Linked DNA regions of Mus musculus: region 2 is linked to region 1. Evidence: chromatin contacts called from public HiChIP or PLAC-seq data. All regions are on one chromosome and are shown on one strand. Each heading gives the region's core, a stretch centred on a gene start, on an enhancer-like site or on the middle of the called end of the contact. The rest is flanking DNA. Distances are from core to core; before and after follow the strand shown.

What was found. HiChIP or PLAC-seq counts read pairs in DNA pulled down with a chosen protein or histone mark.
Region 2: a contact with region 1 is called in an H3K4me3 HiChIP or PLAC-seq map of bone marrow-derived macrophages, with 5 times the contacts expected there. The contact joins the enhancer-like site here to the promoter of Tmf1 in region 1. A contact is called at or near these places in 2 of 39 promoter capture datasets (hippocampal neurons and second pharyngeal arch cranial neural crest) and 5 of 115 datasets of contacts at active chromatin or transcription factors (the NIH/3T3 cell line, astrocytes, bone marrow-derived macrophages and 2 more).

The regions. Positions count from the first base shown.
Region 1 is chr6:97,177,024-97,180,765 of GRCm38.p6, forward strand. It overlaps Tmf1 (TATA element modulatory factor 1), which reads right to left and starts at 2,101. Exons shown (of 17, transcript NM_001081111.2): 1 at 1,859-2,101. The coding sequence starts at 2,000.
Region 2 is chr6:97,993,493-97,996,963 of GRCm38.p6, forward strand. It overlaps Mitf (melanogenesis associated transcription factor), which reads left to right. Exons shown (of 10, transcript NM_001113198.1): 4 at 889-972; 5 at 2,882-2,977. Among named protein-coding and RNA genes, the nearest start is that of Mitf, 190 kb to the left of the region's middle. Within about 2 kb of position 2,084, at least 34 of the 459 cell types and tissues checked have an H3K27ac peak or open chromatin away from gene starts, as enhancers often do. A contact at or near this core is called in bone marrow-derived macrophages, where this site is marked.

The DNA of each region.
Region 1 (3,742 bases), core at 851-3,350:
TCATCATCAGTCATCAAGTGGGAGCAAAGGGAATTTATGAACTGCACCCTGTAACTCGGAAAAGTTAGACTCTTTCCTTACAGCATCACTTTATTAGTTTCCAGGTTAACTTTGGGCGTTAAAGAATAAAACCAGTGTGGGCCAACCTATGAGAGTCTCAGGAACAAGTACAAGACCAGACTTGGTTTTGCCAGGCCAAAGCAAGTATGCTAGCCCCTCGGAATACATGCTTAAAGTAGTGATCAAGGCTGTACAGCCAGTGTGAAATCCCAGGCACATGGCTCATCTCACAAAGACAGTTCAAATCTTCACTAACAGGCACATGCAGTCACAGCACTATCCAGCCACACGCTCATTTTATTCTTGTAACATTATAAACTAAACAGACAGCAATGCTCAAAACTTAACCTGAGATAATAGAGACAGTCTTTTTCAAAAATCATAATTAAACTGATGAGAACAGTGAGTTCTAGTGAATGAATTCACTTTTATGTACTTAATGACCAGTCTGCAAGTTCCCCTCTCTTAAACCCCAAATTATTTTTTCCACATTTTTTAAGATAGCAAAATTACCAAAACTCTGCAATTAGAAGCTTATGGAAAGGGTACACAGACTTCCTGAGGAAGAAAAAAAAAAAAAAAACAACTCAAGAAGCCCTTTAATAAAATCTGCCTCTTAACGTGATTCCACAGCTATGAGGAATGAAGAGTGTTGGGGAAACTGAACTGGGAACAGAGTTTTACATTTATTTGTTCAGTGTGTGAAACCAGAAAACAAAGCTTAAGGCAAGATTAGGTCTTCGAGGTAGCTAATTAGCATCCTCACGGATACCAGGGTTTAACTTTGCCTCTTGAAAAATGTGGTACAAAATTATAGTAACCACACATCCACTTAAACTATTCCTATTCTTCAGACCCATGTTGTTTTGTAATCTAAAACACAACAGATGATCAATGAAAATAGCATTCAAGAAAGCATATTCCATTTCAGACAACCTGCCCTCTAAAATAAATTATACAGCACTATCCATGTCTCAGATTTCGCCCGGGGCGGGGGATAATGAGTATCTTTTTATTTGAAACATCTGATCTTAAGTTTAGTAACTCCAGCTCTGGGGTCCAACCACAAAAAGGCGAGCTTCCCAATAGCAAGGTGCCACAGAGAATGAAATAAGATCACGATATATCTACAGTCATACATAAACTACGTTATCAATGATTCAACTTAGGTCCCGAGTTTTCAACAATGTACATCTAAAACCAGAAACCACAGTTAACTTTCATCCAAAGGTTTGCCCCAGTGTCTGTTGCTACACACGAAAAGTGCTCCAGACTCCCTTAGACGTAAAGACACAAGCAACCGAATAATCCTGGAAAGAGTAATTTCAGTTCATCTGAAAGATCTGGTGCTGCAAAAAGGGCTACAGTTGGGAACTCTTGGAGCACAAATTCTCTTGGGACTCTGCCCCGTACAGACTGTGCCTCACCTGGAGAAAGTTATGCATTCTGAGTTTCGGTTAGCTCCTCTGTAGAACACGGGGTCTACCATCCCTGACTCGGGTTGTTTTGAGACGGTGAACTTTTTGTAAACAAAGTCTTTTGTGTTCCTTAAACGCTTCCCGCGGGGCTCCGGGACTGGGGATTTACAAGGCTCGGACCTAGGGCGCCAAGGCGGAAGACGCCTAGCAATTGGGGATCTGGGGCTGTGCTCCTGACTCTGTAGTCAGGGGCCTGGGGCCAGGACCAGAGCTCGAGCTGACACCTGAGGTCAGCAGGACCCGCACCGGGGCCGAGGCGTGCGGGACTGGGGTCCGACAGCAGGCAGGCAGGCAGGCGCGACACCCCGGGACCCGCTTACCCGGCTCGCCGTACGGGATGGCCTCGGCCCAGGCGCTCGGCTCCTCCTCCTGGATGTCCAGGACCCTGTCGATGGACTTCTGGGCCTGGGACAGGGCCTGCTTGGCGAAGCTGGACAACTGCGAGGCATTGAACCAGCTCATGGCCCCTCCTCAGCGCCGGCTCCGGCCGGCTCCGGCGGCCTCAGCGGCGGCCCCGGCCCCACCGCCTCCCGCGGCCGCGCGGCGCTGCGAGCCTTCCGCACAGCTGAGCCGGGCCCCGCCGCGCATGCGCCGCCCTTCCACGTACACAACCACCAGATCCGGGAGCCGAGTTCCGCCCAGACGGAAGGACGGAGGCGGTAGCGTGAAGCCACATCCGGGAGCGGAGCGGAGCCCTTAGTTACCAGCCGCCTCTGGGCTTCATGGCCGTTCTCAACTGAGGGACGCGATCTGCGCCGAGGCCCAGACCTCCGGGAGCGACCAGAGCCGCGTGTGCCTCGCTATAATCCCGGCGGCTAGGCCTCACACTTATTAATCTTGGTACTCAAAAAGTAGTTGGCCAGTTCTCGCCTGGCCTGGATGTCTATGCCTGACTTGATGGGCACGGTCCCCAGGTCCTGGAACATTAACAGATGAAACCACCTCCCTCTCAACCTAATTCTGTCATCTGAATGGCGTTCATCAGCACACTCCTATGTTAAGAGGTGGGGCTTTAAGGAACTTTCTGGGTCACGAGATGACTGTGACACCCACGGGAAAGAGATGAATGCCCTATTAAGAGGTGCCTACGCCCTCTCAAGCATAACATACCAAGGTCACGCCAGCCATGAACTAGAAATAGATGGCTCTCATCAGCTGTGCTCGTCTTGGACCTCCCAGTCACAAGAACAGTAAAAATCAAGTTTCTGTAGCCTATGAGCCAGCCACTTTATGGCAGTTTGTAACAGCGGTTTGGATGGGTTAAGCCACTTGGCAAGCAATAAAATATTAACCCATCAGTACATACTGTGCACACTGCCTAAAAGATACAGCTTGTATGCTCTCTTTCCCACACTTGGTCATGGGAGAAAATTTAAAGTCGATGGCCTTCCTTGTCCAGTCAGCAGCTGTTTGGTTTGGTTCTAATAATGCTAAAGAAAAATTTTCTACCAGCATTTAAAGGCTAAATTTAATTCAAGCATTAGCCCTTTGTGAAAAGAGACTCCTACCCTACACAAAGAACCACGGGTACTTAAGGAATGCCGAAGCTAGGAATGGGGTAAATCTTCCCCTGGGAAGGTTACACACTACCAAATGAGCAGCCCCGAAATCATCATACAGACTGAGGGTTGTACTAATTAATGCATTTGAGAACGCATATGTATACACACTTATATACTTAACAGTTAATAAAAGAGACTTAATTTGAGAGAGAGCAATAGAGGTCTATGAAAAAGTTTAGAGGGACGGAAGGGAAAGGGGAAATGTAATTTTATCCCCCAAAACATTCCCTAGGACTACCAGAACTACTAACAGGATGGCTTAAAATGACAGAAATGCTTTTGTGGTTTGGAGCCAGAAGTCTGAAGTTGTTCACTGGAGCTGTCCTCCCTCTGAAATCTTCATGGAGAATGCACCATGCTTCTCCTAGCTTCAAGTCTGCAGTCAATCCTTTTGTTCCCTGGGTACAGGTACAGCACTCCATTGTCTAATCTTCCTCCCACATCCCTCTCACCTCTTCTAATAGGGATGCCTACCTTATCAGATTGGGTCCTCTGTATTATATCTGCAATGACTCTATTCTAATTAAGGAAGGGAGGGAGGGAGGGAGGGAGGGAGGGAGGGAGGGAGGGAGGGAGGGAGGGTTAGTTGCATCCTAAAGGGCTTAAGAGCCCTATTCTGGTTCAGAGCTGGCATTTGGTAGT
Region 2 (3,471 bases), core at 834-3,333, 820 kb after region 1:
GACCGTTTATATTTCAGCCTTCGGTCACGAAGACTAGGTTACTGGGTTTATTGCACACGACAGGAGACCTGACTTGCTCTAAGCAGAACGTGGAGGCGAGGATGCTTCCGTAACTCCCATCACCGTCCTTAGATGAGTGTTTTCTTCCCTTCTATGCCTTCCAATTTGTGAAGCAGCGAACATACAGACAGGAGAAGGGGAAAGTGGAAAGGGAAAGCAAAAATAGAAAAGGCGTGCGGCGGCAGGAGGCTTAGGAGCTCTGCTTGCTGTGAATGTCTGGGATATTATTTTTATGTTTCATGGAGTTGGAGAAAGAAAAAACATGGAGCAGGTATGGGTGGATTTGAATGGTATGGCATATGAGGCTTTTAAAGAAAGATCAAGGCTTATTACAGCATCCAGTCGGTCTCAAAATGAATGGCTGCCTGGTGACACTGGTCTGGGCAGAGGGACAAAGACTTAGTCCCTCTGGTGACTGAAATAACCCAAAAGTTGTGTGACAGTCACTTGTGAACTCACATTAACACTTCCATACTTAGTAGGACCTTACTAAAACGAGACTCGAGTTCTCATAATTTGGGAATATCAGACACTGAATCACAGCAGCACCCCTGTCCAATTTATGCTCCAAATTTTGATACAAAAACTAGCGTGAGGGTTGGAGTCTTGTCTCTAATCTGGCCTCTACCAAAGCACATACTTCTTATCCACCCATATCTGCCATATGCTTCACCCATGTCTCCCACCATTATTGTGCTCCTTGGTTAGCATCTGCTTGTTTGAGAGTTCCATCCATCACATTGCTATGGCACTAACATCCTGTGAATGTGTTGCTGAAAGGCGTTTGCAAATCCGAGTCATGGACTGTCTCTGCTTCTGTTTCTGCAGGCATTTTATAAGTTTGAGGAGCAGAGCAGGGCAGAGAGTGAGTGCCCAGGTATGAACACGCACTCTCGAGCGTCGTGCATGCAGGTACTGAATGGCCGGGCAGGCCAAGGATGTAACACTTGATAATGAGTGAGAATCTATATTTGTGAATGATCGCAGCTCCTGATGACTTCAGGACCTCCTTTCCTCCCATTGATACTTTTTTGATAGAAGGATCTATGAACAGACCTATTTTCTTCATAGTAACTCATGAATGACTAGGTAACAACTAAGAAGATTAAATATGTGTACCCTTTAAGTTTCCCACAGTCATACGGAGAGGGAAATATCCATAGATTGTCGTAAAAAATGCAGGATGATTTAGTTAATGTGCATAAATCTCCAGCACCTTTTGTATAGCATTGTACCAGCCTTCTAAGATATATTTTTGAAACCAAGCTGTGCCAATCTCTGCATTGTTTTCTAAATGGAACCTCCTGTTCTCTGTATTATGAAGCTTCAGTAAGCTAATAATAGCTCACAAGCACTTCCCCAAGGATCTGAAGATCATTATTTAAATTCTATTTAGCGAATAAATGGAAGCATTTATTTATGTATTTATGTGCTTATTCAGATGTATGGGATAGAATATAATACAAACAACAAAATGGTTTCTTTGCCTTTATATATATGCTAAAGTATATACTATTTTAATGATACATTAAGGACACTAATTTTGTTCCCCTAAAACTAAAGTCAAAATTTATAAAGAAAAGTGGTTTATATGTCTCCAGCCTATTTTCTTATTCATCAACCCAGTCAAAAAGCCATGTATTGCAAATAAATAAGCTGATATGCCAGGAACGAAAACTAACATGAAGTATACTAGCTCTATTCAAACCTGACCACCAGTTATTTTTTAGAGAAATCACTTGCTATGACTCATTCTTTAGATCAGACGTTATAGTATATTCCAATTTTCTGAGCATTTTGGAAGGTTTCTCCTGAAATCTCATCTGTCCCCAGTGAGACAATATATGCTATTGTCCCCATTGCGTAGATTGGCATACTGAGATTTCTGAAGACTGGAGGCGTTGCCCTTGATCCAGGAAGAGGGTGAAACTAGATTTGAACCCAATGCGCATAATGCTGGAGTCTCACCTCTTTAATGGGAGGTACACATGAACACAGGGGTGCCCTGGGCATTTACAGAGTTCACTGAGAATCCGTACAGCACTCTTCAGACCCAGGCACAAACACATCAGCCGGGAAGGAGCACACGGTGTTTACAAGGAAATGTTTCCGCAGACTCCACCACTGCTGCAATGCGTGTGTAATCACCGTTGTTTATGATGCTAACTGGTGTTTTGGTACTTCAGCAATAAAATTGATCTAGAGGGAATGTCAGCTCCACAGCCGTAATGATAACCTCGTCCTAGTGCGTTCCTCTGGGAGCACCAGACTCACTGGCAGCTGTACAAAGAGGTGTTTTCCTTGCAAGTGACTACAATCCAGCCAGTGGTCAGGGGCCCCACTGGAAAGCAAGGGCCATGAACCAGCTATATTTCCTTTTTCTAGAAGGCTGTGGGAAAGGAAAAGGGAAGTGGTAGCTTTGTGCAAGAGGGGCTTCCTGGCTCATCTTTCCAGTGTCAAGTGTTCAACAGAATCACAGCCCAGCTGTGCTCGTGGTGTGGCTTTAAGCTGCTTCTCATCACTGCACCTGAATAGTGGCTACCCTGCTAGTAGCCCTGCTCCCCGACTTCAGGGTGATAATGCACTGGAAGGAAACACCCAGGCTCAGCTCTTGCTGCCTACTAATGGCTGAAATGCTAGCTGTGAAGTGGAGTTTTCATCACCGAGTCCTGTTAGTGGGTTTCACTAATATCCTGATTTTACTTGGGGAGAGAATACTTTCACTTCTTAGACTCTGTTGCTTTAGGTAAGAAAGGACCAAGAACGTCCTTTAGGGGGTGGCCTTACACCTGTTTCTCATTGTGGCTCTTTTTATCTACAGATGGATGATGTAATTGATGACATCATCAGCCTGGAATCAAGTTATAATGAAGAAATTTTGGGCTTGATGGATCCGGCCTTGCAAATGGCAAATACGGTACCGATGGCCTTTTTAAAAAATTTTTGTTTTCCAAGAAAACCTTGAGGTCATTCTCTGTTCATTCTCTTCTCCCCACCCTGCCCTCCATCCCTAGAACTCAGTTTATTCACAAGGATTCTTTGAAAAATTTATTAGTAATCAAATGGGAAAAGGAGTAAGTAGTTTTGACATCAGAAATTAAGAAGCTTGCTCGAGTTTATCACGAGCACTATAATTAAGCTCTGTGTGCAGGAGTGCAACCTCTCTCTCCCTCTCTCTTTGTGTGTGTGTGTGTGTGTGTGTGTGTGTGTGTGTTTGTACAGGTATACACGTACACAGGTGTATATGCAAAACTGTGCCCATGTATGTAGAAAGCAAATGTCCACCTTGGACGGATGTCATTGCTCAGATGCTGTCTGGCTTAGCAGTTTACCTTGGATAATGTACCGTACATTATCACCCTGGAGGAGAGGGGTGCTAGATAATGTACCGTACATTATCACCCTGGAGGA